Regions from separate parts of the Gossypium hirsutum genome. Here all the other regions are linked to region 1. A link is a contact called in public Hi-C data. All regions are on one chromosome and are shown on one strand. The core of a region is the stretch at or near the end of the contact, and the rest is flanking DNA. Distances in the headings are between cores, read along the strand shown.

Evidence for each region. A called contact is a pair of places that touch in the nucleus more often than the background predicts.
Region 2: a contact with region 1 is called in a Hi-C map of leaf, with 1.7 times the contacts expected there. The contact joins two enhancer-like sites. A contact is called at or near these places in 3 of 34 Hi-C or Micro-C datasets (all in leaf).
Region 3: a Hi-C map of leaf shows a contact between it and region 1, with 3 times the contacts expected there. The contact joins two enhancer-like sites. A contact is called at or near these places in 7 of 34 Hi-C or Micro-C datasets (hypocotyl, leaf and petal).

Annotation. Positions count from the first base shown.
Region 1 is chrA11:91,762,017-91,766,785 of Gossypium_hirsutum_v2.1, reverse strand. No RefSeq gene overlaps it. Among protein-coding and RNA genes, the nearest start is that of LOC121209957, 37 kb to the left of the region's middle. Within about 2 kb of position 2,840, at least 9 of the 9 cell types and tissues checked have an H3K27ac peak or open chromatin away from gene starts, as enhancers often do. A contact at or near this core is called in leaf, where this site is marked.
Region 2 is chrA11:92,272,286-92,277,054 of Gossypium_hirsutum_v2.1, reverse strand. No RefSeq gene overlaps it. Among protein-coding and RNA genes, the nearest start is that of LOC107891163, 17 kb to the left of the region's middle. Within about 2 kb of position 1,939, at least 9 of the 9 cell types and tissues checked have an H3K27ac peak or open chromatin away from gene starts, as enhancers often do. A contact at or near this core is called in leaf, where this site is marked.
Region 3 is chrA11:91,302,479-91,307,247 of Gossypium_hirsutum_v2.1, reverse strand. It overlaps the pseudogene LOC107956917. Among protein-coding and RNA genes, the nearest start is that of LOC121210750, 160 kb to the left of the region's middle. Within about 2 kb of position 1,832, at least 7 of the 9 cell types and tissues checked have an H3K27ac peak or open chromatin away from gene starts, as enhancers often do. A contact at or near this core is called in leaf, where this site is marked.

The sequences.
Region 1 (4,769 bases), core at 1,591-4,090:
ATAATCACTTTTTGTAGGAAATCTGGAATGCCTGTAGCCTAAATAGAGCTGTCAATAAAGTCCCATCGAACCTTGTCATATGCTTTTTTCCAGATTGATTTTGACTGTCATCCATTTCTTACTTATTCCTCGCTTGGAATGTATAACTTCCTGAGCGATGATGATGTTATCAGAGATTGTTCGTCTTGCAATGAATCCAGCTTGTTCTTGTGCGATGATTTTTGGGAAAACTATTTTAAATCTATTGGCGATGACTTTCATAACTAGCTTGTAGAGGACTGAGTAAAGACTGATGGGTCTAAACTGGGAGATCTCCTCAGGTTGAACAATTTTTGGGATTAGCACTATAAGTGTGTTGTTTAAACCAGGCTCTATGGGTTTTCCTCTGAATACCCCCTTTACCCATTCACAAATTTCACTCCCAATACTATCCTATTATTTTTGGAAGAAGAGAGCATGGAACCCGTCACTTCCTGGTGCTTTTAAAGGAACCATATCAAAAAGTGTCGTTTTGATTTCTTCATTTGAGACATCTTTTCCTAGGAAATCTATGTCTTTTTTATTCAAAGGGGGAAAATGGTTTGATGGCAAAACACTAGTCCAATCAGGTTTTCCTCCATATAGTTTTTGAAAATATTGTATTGCTTTTTTTTTGAATCTCATCTGGCTCATAAAACCACTCCCCAGCTGCATTTCATAAGGCATTGATGCAGTTGATCTTCCGTCTATAAAGTGCTCGACCATGGAAAAAATTTGTGTTCCTGTCTCCTTGCTTGAGCCATTCACACCTTGATTTTTGTTTCCAGAGTAGCTTTTCATGGTTGAGAACTTCTTCCAACTCTTCTCTTAATTCCATCTCTTTTTGTATCAAAGATGTTGAATTTGTCTTCTCTAGTGCATGTTGAATTTTGCTTAGCTTTTGCAATATTTTTAATTTTCGGGTTCCAATGTGCCCATAGGTTTTTTTGTTCCACTCTTTTAGCCCTGTAGAAAGCTTTCCTAGAGCGTAAGTCATGTCTCCCTTATATTCCCATAGTTTGGAGATTGTATTGGAGAAATCTTGATGTTGAACCCATCCTACTAGAAACCGAAAAGGTCTTCCTTTAGCTGAATTAAGATCCAGACATAAATCCACTAGTAGGGGTCGATGATCGGATTTGATTCTCACTAGATGTGTGACTAGGCACTGTTGAAGAGTACGAATCCAAGGAATGTTACCAATTGCTCGATCTACTCGTTCAAGTATCCCTCCTCTTTGCCATGTGAAGGAAGGTCCTCGGAATCCTAAATCTTGTAAATCATTGTTTTCAATAAATTCTCCGAATAAGGGGCACCTTTTCCCAACAGAAGTCCCTTTTTTTTTCATTTTTGGATAGAATAGAGTTAAAGTCCCCAATCGCCAACCAGGGAGTATTGGTTGTAGGGATAGTCTCTTTTAAGGTGTCCCATAGAAAGCTCCTCTTTGTTTTATTAGGACTTCCTTAAACAAAAGCAATGAGGATTATTTGGGTAGGGGAGCCATAAGATATTTGTGTATGTATGAATTGGGGGTGATTTTAGAGAATTTCAAGTTTGACAGAGGATTTCCATCCAATACAAATTCCCCTTGAAAAACCTCTAGCTTCCACTCTATGTGAATACTGTAATCCTAATTTTACAATTACTTCGTCAGCTTTGCGGCCACTTACTCTCGGTTCTAATAAGCTAATAATGTCCGACTTGTGTTCCCTATTATACTCTTTAAAAGTACGAGAAAATTTCTCATTCGCACACCCTTGACAATTCTAGGAAAAAATCAAGATTCTAGAGTTCATTAAAATTAAATAAATGCGTATATCGGGTTACTTAATTACTGCCTATTCTCTGCATTGTCTCCTATTTTTCCTAATGTTCCACTAGGAATTTCATTTACCAGCCCTTGCTGGACTTGGGTTTGCAACAATTCAACCATATTACTGATAGATTCAGGGATTGAAATTTTTGAAGGGGAGACTTTAAAGGGGTTACCTTTTTTTTTGTTGACTTTGAGGTTTCTTCCTTTGTGGGGATTCCCTGTTTTTGCATTGTCGCGTACTGTTGATTCCACTGCTTAATTGGCTCCTGTTTTGGTTTTGATGTTCTGGGTATTTCCTTTGGTTGTGGGTTGATTATTTTCTTGGAAGAGAACTATTGAATGCTTATCAGCGTCTAGAATACTTGCTGTTGGTAGCTTCATAATTTCTTGAAAAGTTTGCGAATTTAACTGGGCAGAGCTTTCTTCGATAGCCCCCCAACATCCTTTTCAGGAGTTAAAATGCTAAAGTTATTTTGGAGGTCTGTAGAAGCAAGATTGAAAGATGTATTAATGTTGGGTGGTAGTTCCTGTCTTGATTTTTCCAGCAAGTTTAAGCTACGTAAGAAATTCACTTCTTTGCTATTAACTTCTTTGCTGGTTAGGTCTATTTGCTCCTTGTTTAAAGCCCTAGTTGCATCTTCTATTAGGCCTGGTCTGGTATTATTGATCTGTCTTTCATGAGACCCAGTAGCAGATTCTTTGGAGTGCCAAGTAGATTTATTACCAGTGCTGGCTTGGCCTTTTTAATCCCATCATGCTCTGTCAGTATTATGGAAGTTTGGTGGTGGCCAAGGCTTTGTGGTGGGCTGCTTATGTTTGCTGCTTTGACATAAATCAAAGGCCTTTGTGCTAAAATAGTTTTGTCTATTCGCACTTCTGTTTTGTTGCTGGGCCAAGAAGGGTCTGCAGTTTGTATTCCTGATTTTCGCCCATCATTAGGGTGTGTAAAGTGGTCAGATTGAAATGAGCCAACATCTTTTTCTGAGCCCGGCTTTAGAGGGTCAGTATTACCTTGTTCATAGTCCATTCTGGTTTCCTCGCCGCGAGCTTTAGGGAGCCCACTATCATCTATATTTTCCAGAACCTGGAATCTAGAGTTTCTTGCTGTTTTGGTTGCGCCGTCGCCCTCATGTTTCCATCCTGTTCTTCTAGTTTTCTTTGCCTTCCTTTCAACAAGCATCCATGGACCATATAATTCTCTATTTGAGTTTTCTGCTTTGTTTTCCTCCAATGGATGTCTTTGTCTCGTCTGATCTTCTGGGATATCCTCACCTATTCCTTCCAATCCCATCTCTTCTTTAGGGCAAATTTCTTTTGTGTAACCATAGTGCCCACACTGGAAGCAAACCATCGGAAGGTGCTCGTATTCTAATCGTTGTGTAACTCCATTAATAAGTGCCTGTGAAATCAAGGCCTTTCCTAGGTTAACAAATACTGCCATTCTCGCAAATCTCCCTCTTACTCCATTATCGGTGTTAAAATCTAATTTTTCTACTTTTCCTATTGTTTCTCCGATTTCCCGCAAGATTTTTCGCTTGTACATGTGCCCAGGTAACCCAGGAAGACGAATCCAGGCCATAACTATATTAGGGTACGGTTGAGCAGGATTAAATTCCATAGTCCACGGTTGTACTGTTAAGTACTGTCCAAAGACTACTAAGGCCCTTGGCTTAGAACTCTCTCATAGTCGTCTGGATTTTTGAATTTTGCCAGAAAATAACCATTCTCTACATCCATTAGGCGGAATGGCTGAGAGGGTTTCCAAAGTGAATAGACCTTATTCTGCAAAGCAGTATATCCTATATTCCTCCCCAACAATTTGATTACAACTGTAAGTTCCATGTGCTTAATGAGGATTTGATTGATTCGATCAGAAAATTTTATTGAGGGAATGCCATTGATTGTCGATCGCTCCACATCGTCCTTTGATAACTTTAAGTCATCCTCCTATTCTGGTCCTTCCGCGTTCGATGGGTCCCCAATCGGATGGAGCCCTTAGCCCATCAATCGATCTTTCCATGAAAGAGTTTTCCCATTTTCTATTGTTGCTTCCATATCGACTTCCCAATTTTCATCGATATCTCGCATTCGAACTTTCTTTGTTGATCGATTCGCTGGTTCGCCTTCATCGCTTCCTTGGTTCTCCGATAAGTCCATTCTGAAAAGTTGCTTATTATTTTTACAATTATAAGTTCATTTTAATATACCATAACAATTATTTTTTCTATCAAAAGCTATAAATGGTAAAATGACATTTTAATTTTTTGAACATATAAAATTTTCATCTTTTTAAAATATTTTATTATATTAAAAATTTAAATACATAAAATTATTAAAATATATTTAATATAAAAGATAAGTATAATTCAATAAATTTTAAAATAATAAAAATCAATCACAATTTTTTTCTCCAAAAAACATGGTCAATTTATTAATCGGTCATTTTTTTTATTTCAATTTCTTAGTAATTTGTTTGTACTTTCACCTTTCTTTTTCAGTAAATAAAATAAAATATTATTAGTATAATGTTTAAATTAAAAAAATATATTATATTTTATTAATAGTGTTAATGGAAACAATTTAGATATAAATTCTAAGACATTAAACAAATTTAAAAAAAGTTGTTGATCGAATAAAAAAATTATCTTAATGGATAACTCAACATATTTATACATGGAATATTTTATGATAAAAGTAACATTAAAATAAATAAAACATTTTATCCAAATTTATCCTTCCTTGTTGTGCAACTAAGCATTAATTATTTAGCCTACTTTTATTTTATTTTATGGTGGATGCATTGAATAGTCTTGAAACGTGCAAGCCTGTTCATTCCAGAAAATTATAAACAAAAGTAGTTTTGTTTTTTTCAAATAAAAGAAAAAGAAAAAAGGAAAAAAAAATAAAATCTGTTTTATATATAATCAGATTCCTT
Region 2 (4,769 bases), core at 690-3,189, 510 kb before region 1:
GATTCTTGTATGTTTTCTCTCTGTGATAATGTTGGATCTGAAGGTGGTTCGATAGAAGATTTAATCCTTAAGAAAGCTTAGATTAAGTATAATGAGGAAAGTGTGAACAGAGAAGTGTTGGTGGATCTAACTAACGAGCCAGTTATTTATTGGAAGGACAAACTTGTTGGAATTTCATCCAATAATGGGGGTAAAGGTTTAGAGGAGGAGGAGGAATTTGAGTTACTAGGAGGAGATATTTAGAAGTCAGTAATTAATGGCACTCCCTCAATCGAATTCTCTGATAGGATTCACCAGATTCTTATTCGGGATATGGAAAACATTGTGGTTCTGAAGCTTTTGGGGCATAACATTGGTTTTTCGGTGCTTCAGAATAAAATCTATAGTTTATGGAACTCATCGTCACCGTTCCAGTTGATGGATATTGAGAATGGTTACTTCTTGGCCAAATTTCAAAAAAAAATTGCTCTCGGAAGGACCCTGGATCATTTTTGGGCAATACCTGACAGTTCAACCTTGGTCGATGTCTTTTAATCCAGCACATAAATTTCCCAGTGTCGTAATGTCGTGGATAAGACTACCGGGCTTGCCAGGATACTTTTATAAGCGAAAAATTCTGACATAAATAGGGAGTTTAATCAGCAAGGTTGCCAAACTAGATATGAACACAGACAATAGGATTAGAGGATGTTTCGCTCGTATGGCTGTGTATGTCAACTTGGATAAACCGTTGGTGTCCCAAGTCTTAATCAATGGAAAAATACAGAGGGTCAAGTATGAATTCTTACCAACGGTCTGTTTTCACTATGGACGGTATGGGCATGTAAAAGAAGTTTGTCCCTTTAGGGTCCTTGAACCCACTTCTGGGAGAACGATGCCTTCGTCGGAATCTTCACCAGAGGCTATGAATATGGTTGATGATGAAACGGGGGAGAAAAGTGATGGTTCCGGCCTGTGGATGTTGGTAGAGAAAAGATCTCATAGGAAATCAAGGGATTCAACACAATCAGGGCCTAGAATTTCAAAAAAGAATAATGAAGGTTTCTATTTTAGGGCATTGGCAGAAAATGAAGGTAACGTTGGCATTGATTCTGGGACGAATAAGGAAATTGGGAATATACGGCATAGAAAGGGGAAAGAAACAACAAATGAAGGAATCCAAGGTGATGGGTCTAATATGCATAAGGTGGGCCACTTTAGTAGTCAAAATAGAGGCCCAACTAATCTTGGGTCTTAAAAATGTGGCAAGCCATTCAAAGTCTTCTAATAATGCCAGTGGGGTAGATAATGGGCCCCTGTCACCTAGGAATTTGGTAAGTCACCCAAGACAAAATTTTAATGGGGGATTCAAAGGCTTAAAGGGAAGCAACATGCTGGAAGATAGCATATCAGGCTAAGGAAACGGGTCAAATTGTGGGCCGAGTGAAAACAAAACAATGGTTGAATCCGATCGGGTTATGGAAGAATCCGGTCAGCTTTTCACAAACCTAGTTGCTACTGGAAATTAGGGCAGAGACGTGGATGGTGGGAATGCTGGTTCAGGCTCTCACTCGCACTTTGCTGGTGATGGAAATAAATCGGTAAATATGGCACAGGCGAGGTCATCATTGGAGAGAGTTGTTGACATCACAGATTCCAAAACAGGTGATGGTCTCGACTTCCGAAGGCATTTGGCGGTCACCTTTAAATAACCTCATGAAGCACTCGTCGAAAACCAAAGGGAAAGGAATTCCGATGTGAATTCGGGGAAAGCGAAAGATGAAGTTGCTGGGAAATTTTTAGGGGCGAAGCATGGAGGTTCGCGTCTTTCAAAACCCCAGAACAAAATTAATCTTTAAAAGGGTAGCAGATTCAGAACTGTGGGAAATTCCAAGGTTTTGTTACGGGAATCAATGGCACATTTGGACGAAGCAATTTCTTCTCAAGCTGTGGAAGCTTTGGGCTTAGGTGGCCCAAATTTAAAGATTAGGCAGGCAACAAGACAAGGGAGAATTCCCTAAACAGTAAGGCTCTGGAGGTTTTATTTTTATTTTTATTTATTATTTGTCTATATTAATTTATATGGATTTAAATCTGACCATTTTTTGTGGAATTGCCAAGAGTAAGTGGTAAAAAAGGCTAATTTTATCATTGAAAAATTGGGTTTTTTAATTCTCATCATATTGAAGCTATTGGGTTTTTAGGAGGAATTTGGGTGGGTTAGAAGGAATCTGTTAAGATTTGAATTATCCAAAATCACCCATAGTTTATTTTTCTATGCGTGTCTGGTAATGTTTATCTAAATCCCATTTTAATATCCTAGGAAAAGAAAAGCACTTTGGGAAGATTTGAAATTTGCTTTACCTCATGATTCTTTACTATGTTTAATTATGGGTGACTTTAATGTTATCTTATCACTTGAAGATAAAAAAAAGTATTTATGTCATAGGGAAAAGATGTAATCTTTTTGGAAATTTTGTAGATTCTTGTAATTTGGAGGATTTGAGATTCATCGGTCCATCCTTTACTTGGCAAAAAGTTGGCACATTTGAGAGATTAGATTGTGCATTGGCTAATGATTCATGGATTTCAACTTTTCCACAATGCATTGTTTCCCATTTTTTGAGGATTAAGTCTGATCATAGGCCCATTCTTCTAAGGACCAATCTAGATATTAGCTTGGCCACAGGGAGACCTTTTAGGTTCTTAGTAGGATGGACGAAGCATGTAAATTTTTCGTCCTTTGTGAAAGATAAGTGGCAGTTCTTGGGTAATACAGATAGTTCTCTATCTAGTTTTACTTCACATGTTAAAGAATGGACAGGTCTGTTTATGGTTTTATAGGCTTTCATAAAAGACATCTTATAAGATCACTCTCTACTATCAAAAAGGCCCTAGATCATTCTACCTCTTCTCGGTTAATTCAATTAGAGATTGATGAGCGAGATGAGTTGGAAAATTTGTTGAACCATGATAAGCTTCTTTGGAGGCAAAAAGCTAGGTATGACTGGCTCTAGTTTGGGGATCATAACACCAAATTTTTTCATAGTCGAATGATCTACAGAAGGAAATTTAACCATATCATGGCCTTACGCATGGATAATGGTGAGTGGTGTTCAGATTAAAATATCCTTAAAAATGGGGCAATTGGTTTTTTCGAGACATTTAATGGCGAAAGACCAGAACCCATGAAGGATCTACCATCTAACATTTTTCCTTGTCTCAAGACCCAGGACATTGAGTTTTTGGAAAAGTCCATTTCAAATGAAGAAATTAAGAAAACCTTCTTCAACATGGATCCCCCAAAAGCTCCGGGAAGCGACGGATTTCATGCATATTTTTTCTAGAGTCAGTGGGATATTTTAGCAAATTCAGTTTGTGATTGGGTGCAAGGAGTATTCGCTGGTAACAGTATTGACCCAAAACTAATTAACTCATTGTTAGTACTTATTCCAAAGAATGACAAGCTAAAGGACTTCAACCAATTTCGCCCCATTAGTTTATACTCGGTAATGTGTGAATTAGTGATGAAAATTATTTCTAACAGATTTAAATTGGTTTTTCCTAATTTTATCTCGTAGGAACAAGTCAGTTTCATTGCAGGATGCAATATTTTGGATAATGTTATCATAACACAATAAGTCATACATTCTATGTGAAAAAAACGTGATGGCAAAAAATAGATGGCAATCAAGTTGGATTTAGAGAAAGTTTATGATAGAGTAAGTTGGGAATCTATCGGTGCTTCACTATAGGCTGTGGAAGTCCCAATTTTTCTCAGTTCAGTAATCATGGTGGCTATCTCATCTTCGACTATGCAAATTCTCTGAAATGGAACTCCCACTCAGAAATTCAAGCCATATAAAGGAATCAGATAGAGTTGTCCATTGTCAACGTACCTTTTTGTGCTTTGTATGGAATGGTTAAGGCATCTTATGCATGCGAAGATTGATGAAGGTAAGTGGTGTCCAATTCATCTTTTAAGATCGGGTCCTAATTTATCTCATATTTTTTTTCATAGATGATTTGGTCATTTTTTGTAAAGCGGAGTTAGATCAAGCTAAATTATTAGCAGACATCTTGAATCACTTCTGTGCTTTCTTTGGACACAAAGTCAGTACTCAGAAAAGCAATATTTATTTTTCCAAATGAGCTGAAGGTGATACTTGCTCACAGATCAGCCAATTATTTGGCTTTCAAGTGGTTTAAAACCTTGGCATTTAACTAAGCGTGCCTCTTCTTCATGATAGGGTCACTAAAAATACCCTAAGTTTTGTTGTGGAAAAGGTGAGGCATAAACTATAAAGTTGGGAAGCAAGGAAGTTATCCATGGCCAGAAGAGTTACCCTGGTCCAATCTATTCTCCTTACCATCCCTAATTACTTTATGCAAACCATGTTGATTCCGAAGGGAGTTTGTGAAGAGATTGATAAAATTGCTAGATGGTTTATTTGGGGTTGCACTTGTTTTCATCTAAAACTTACTTTGGTTGGGTGGAACTCCATTTGTCAGCCAAAATCTTGCGGTGGGTTGGGATTTCATCATTTACATTATCGAAACAATTCTTTTCTCATGAAGATTGGATTCAACTTAGTCACTAAGGATAATGCCTTATGGGTATAAGTTCTCCGCACGAAATACAGACTGAAAGAACAACTCTCGAAGTCATTTGCCAAAAGCCAATTTTTGCATTTGTGGAGGTCCCTCTCTAAGATATGGCCCCTCTTATATGAGAACTTAGCTTGGTCAGTGGTGAATGGTACAAGTATTGGATGCTAGAAGGATTCATG
Region 3 (4,769 bases), core at 583-3,082, 460 kb after region 1:
CACGTGGAATGGATTGAGAAATCATTAATCTCTGAATATAAGTTAAATTCATTTCATGTGGTTGCTCACTCGATGGGCTGTATTATTGGATTAGCTCCCTCAAATCTATCACCCTTGTTGCCCCTGTAAGTATATATATTGTTTCAAAATTTTTTTAAATTTATCAATGCCTTTCTTTTAATATTAAAATTGAATGGTTTCAGCCATACTTTCCATCAAAGGAAGGAGTAGAAATGAGGGCAATGAAATGGCTAACACCTAAAAGATTGTGGCCGCCGACGGCGTTTATTTGGTCGATCATGGTGTGGTATGAACACTTGAGTCGATGTGTCTGCTTATTAGTGTGCCGAAATCATAGGTTTTGGGAAGCACTTATTAAACGCCTCACCTCATCAAGGTAGTCAAAATCAATTTTAACCATGTCTTTCATTAAACAATAATAATCGATGGATGAAAATTAACAATTGAATTTATATTATAAAATTATTTAATGTATTAGTAAAAATTAATTACAAAATATATTCATTTTTTTCTTAATTATAAATCTTGATTTTTGAAATTCTTTATTTTATAATTTTAATCTTATATTAAATAAAATATTTTCAAAAATGATTTTAATATATTAAAAAAAGAATAAATAATCTTAAAAAATGTTTTAACAATCATATGATATTGGTATTATTTTTTCGTATTACAACGGATGTCTTATTTGGTGAGTATTCAGGGATGTGAACTTTCTGGTTATGGACTTGACAAAGCATATCCATCATTCAGGGTGGCATACTACACATAACGTGCTATACAGAGGAGTAAAAGAAATGGATAAAAACCTGGAAACATTGATGAAATTAAAGAAAAGAGTGCATGTTATTGTAGGCAGCAGGGACAAAACCAGTCCACCAGATTTTAGGCACAACATCAAGACCAAATTCCCTGATGTGGAGCTTCACAACATCCCAAATGCTGGCCACCGCTCTATCATCCTCACCAGAGAGACTGATTTTGCTCACAATTTGTTCCATATCTGGGAAAATACTGCATCTCACCACCACCATAATGCCCATACTGAGGGTGAATAAGAAAATACTGCATCTCACCACCACCATCATGCCCATACTGAGGGTGAATAAAATATTTATTTTCAAGAAGCCCTCAAGGGGAACTTATTTATAGAAATAAAACATGGTTTTCACAAAAAAATGTAAAGCTTAATTGAACTACTTCATGTTACTATCTTTATAACATGGTATCCATCAAACTTAAAGTTCATTTGAAGTTCCTCCTCAATCTCATGTTGTGGTCTCTTTGTTGAAGAAATTTTATAATAATAGCAATAGTTTGAAGGGGGAAAAATGAAAAATAATATTATCTTTATACATTTTTATTTTACTACAACCAGTCTTTCAATATAAATAGAAAATGATCTTTCTTTTTTACGTCTTTTTGGGTAAAGAATTGGGCTGAAGGCTAGATTCTCAGGTTGATAACTAGGCTTCCTATAAAGTATATGTAAGCCAGGGGCTCTCAAAATTTTGGCACTAAGATGCTCCCCAATGCTTAAATCAGCATGTGTGTATCATACTGGAGGAAAGTAAGGAGATATGTTTACAGAGTCACGGAATAAAGTGAAGAAGATGAAGAGAGGAAGAAGATACTCGGTATTATACCTAAGCTTTGGTTTACCCCTTGCATGTTGATGTGTCTGGAATATGGCCATTTTGTTCCTTGTGGCTTGGGCAGTGTCAGGGTCCTTTTTGATAGGGTATGTTGGAAGCCGAAAGCTACTTTTCTCTTTATGTGGCATGTTCTTTAGTTGCTAGCTAATGCTTAATAAAGCTTGGGCCTTATGAGCCACATGTTTCTTTGGGCTTTAGCCTAAGTCAGCCAAACTTGTTCAAGCTAGTATAACAATTCTCCCTCTTTAGATCTGAAGTGAGCTATAAACCGACATGTTGAAGACCTGTGCAGAGTTAAGATTTGTTGGAGTTTTGTTACAGAAGTTGGATTCAAGCTAGTACGCTTAATGGATGCATTGGAGAACAAGAATACCACATTCAAAAGGATATAGGTGAACAAGAATCAAAAGGATTTGTAGCAAGATATGCAGGTGTGCGAATTATTGATGTTTAATGTCTCAGAGTAGGGTAATGATCCTTGGTGTTGTGTTGCTTTGAATGGGTCTTATCTCTGAGCAGGTCTGAGAGAACTCGACAGGTTATCAAAATTCTTGAGAGTTTAGATGAAAAGTGTTGAAGCGATCTGCGAAGAAGGATAGGATAATTACGAATTGAGGAAGAACATCGAGTGTTGAAATGGAAAACAATAAGTGGAAGTGATGCGATCATAGATTGATGCCGAGGAATCGCTGTTGGACGAAGGCATCGAAAATGTTCGAAGGAAAGTAGTGAGAGCTGAAGCGGAATAGACTTTGGAGCTTGATAAACCTTTTGGTTTCATAGCTTGTTGGTCAGATGAGGAGGTGATTTTTGTGTTAATGCGGATCATTGAGAGGGATGACAAAGACATCTGTGAAATTTTACGCTTGATTTCTCTTGTATTTGGAGCTTGGGCTGTTTTTTTTTTTTTCCATGTAGCTTTTGTGTTTTTTATTTGTATAATTTGTATGAGAATTGTTGTGGCCATGGGATTGAAAAATGAAATAGTTTTTCTTGAATGGAGGGTTCAATGGGGATTAGGGAGAAAGTGCCTTGGATTTGTATGTTTTGAGGGAGTTTATGGTTTATCATTTCAGGTTTTCTCGCGGCAATTGATACAATGGATGGGGCCGCGATAGTTGGTATTGATCAATCTTTTCGAGGTTGCGAAGTGTTTTCTTTGCTGGTTAGAAGTTTGTGCATTTGATTTTGGCACCTTTAAGGAGCCTTTTTACATTATTTTTTTTTGGTGTTTGTTGGTCTGTGTTCCCCCAGTGTTCTTGGTGTTTCTTTCCATTGATTTTTCTTGGCATGTTTCTTGGCTTTCTAAGGCAACTTTAGTTGGTGCTTGGTGGCTCAAAGATGGTGTCTTCTTTCCATTGATATTTTTTGGCATGTTTCTTGGCTTTCTAAAGAAGCTTTAGTTGGTGCTTTAGTGGCTCAAAGATGATGTCTTCGTAGGAGCTTACTACTATTCTATTTTTTCTTTTAGATGTGTTTTTATAGTTCAAACTTGTATTTTTTTTTCTTTTATTCAGATGTTAATTTCGGTTTGCTTGTTGTTCCATGTTCTACTAACCTTACTTTAAACAACCCTTTTCTCACACCTACTCAGCTTTCTCACTCTAGTTTCAATTTCACTTGTCAAAACTCTATAAATTCTAGGTTGAGAATGATTAAATGGATGGGGGAATAGAGCTTAAGAGGTTCTTTAAACGAAGATTCTAAAAAAATCTTAAGGCTGGTAATGGAAAATTTAAAAGAAAAATGGGGAAAATGAAAAGGAAAAGAAGAGGAAGAAGAGGAATAACCAAGAGGGTTGTTGGCTGCCTGAGAAAGAAAGAAAAAAAAATGAAGGGCTGATGAGCATTTAACCATTTAAAAATATCAATAAATGGGCTCAAGGCCCATACCCACTATTCAATTTGAAGCTCATTTCAATAATACGAATTTCTAACAATTCAAAATAATATCAAATATCATATTTGAATGATATTTTCATCGTAAAAATCTTAAGAATTGATCAAATTATCTTTTTATAGTAAAATTTTTCTTTTGATTTTTTAGTGATTTTTTCTCAAAATTTGATACTTAAATCAAATCAAGTTCATCATTCATTATAAATATTTATTATAACTCTATGAGTAAAGAAAATTATATTTTGTCTCTTTTCATGATAAAATAGAAAAATTACACTTTAGTCCCTATCCTATTTAATTTTTCTAATTTAGTCCAAGAAATTATTTTCATCACATTAAATCACATTCGAATCCATTTCATGTCAAATAATCCATAATAATTAATATTTTTTCATTTTGGATAATTTTGCACATTAGTCCCATACTTTTCAAACTTTTCAATTTAGTCTTTTTTGTCACATTTTCAATTCTTTTCACATGTTCTCATCTCTAATATCAAATTCCTTTTATAAAATTTCTTATCTAAGTCATTCCATAAATTTTCTCGATATTCAAACTTAGAATTATGCTACGTGTCATATTAGAAGATGATCCAAGGCAAAAAAACCATGGGTCCAACTCAAAATAATTAGAAGAATGAAAAAGTTGATGTGTCTCGAATGCAAGATTACTCAACTTTTTTCATCAAACTCCAAGGCTAGAAACCATGGATGTAGCTTCAAATGATGACGAGCAAAAGCATCCACAATTTGATGGATGTACAACCAACTCTGCAAGTATGCCATCAAGCTGGAAAAATCCTATTGGTGGTGGTGGAAGCAGTAATCCCAGTGATGGCAGAGATTTTCTCAACAAAGTGGGCTTTTTAATCAAGAAGTAGTTGGACTTAAAGCCATGGTGGTAGAAATTAGAAATCAGGGATTAGAATAACTTAAAGTCGTGATGGTGAAATAAGAAAAGAAGTGAACTACTATACTAGGATGCATTACACAGTAGAGAACTTTGGGTTGAGATTTTCTTTTTTTTTAGGGGGGAGTTTTGTTGTGTTATTTCTTTTCGTGACACTTACACCTGACTCGATCATCAGATTCAAGTGTGCGATGTCACATTACGTTGCCAAATTAACTTAGACTATTTACAATTATTCTTCTAACTTACTATAACTTAAATCGAACATTAATACCACTAGTTAACT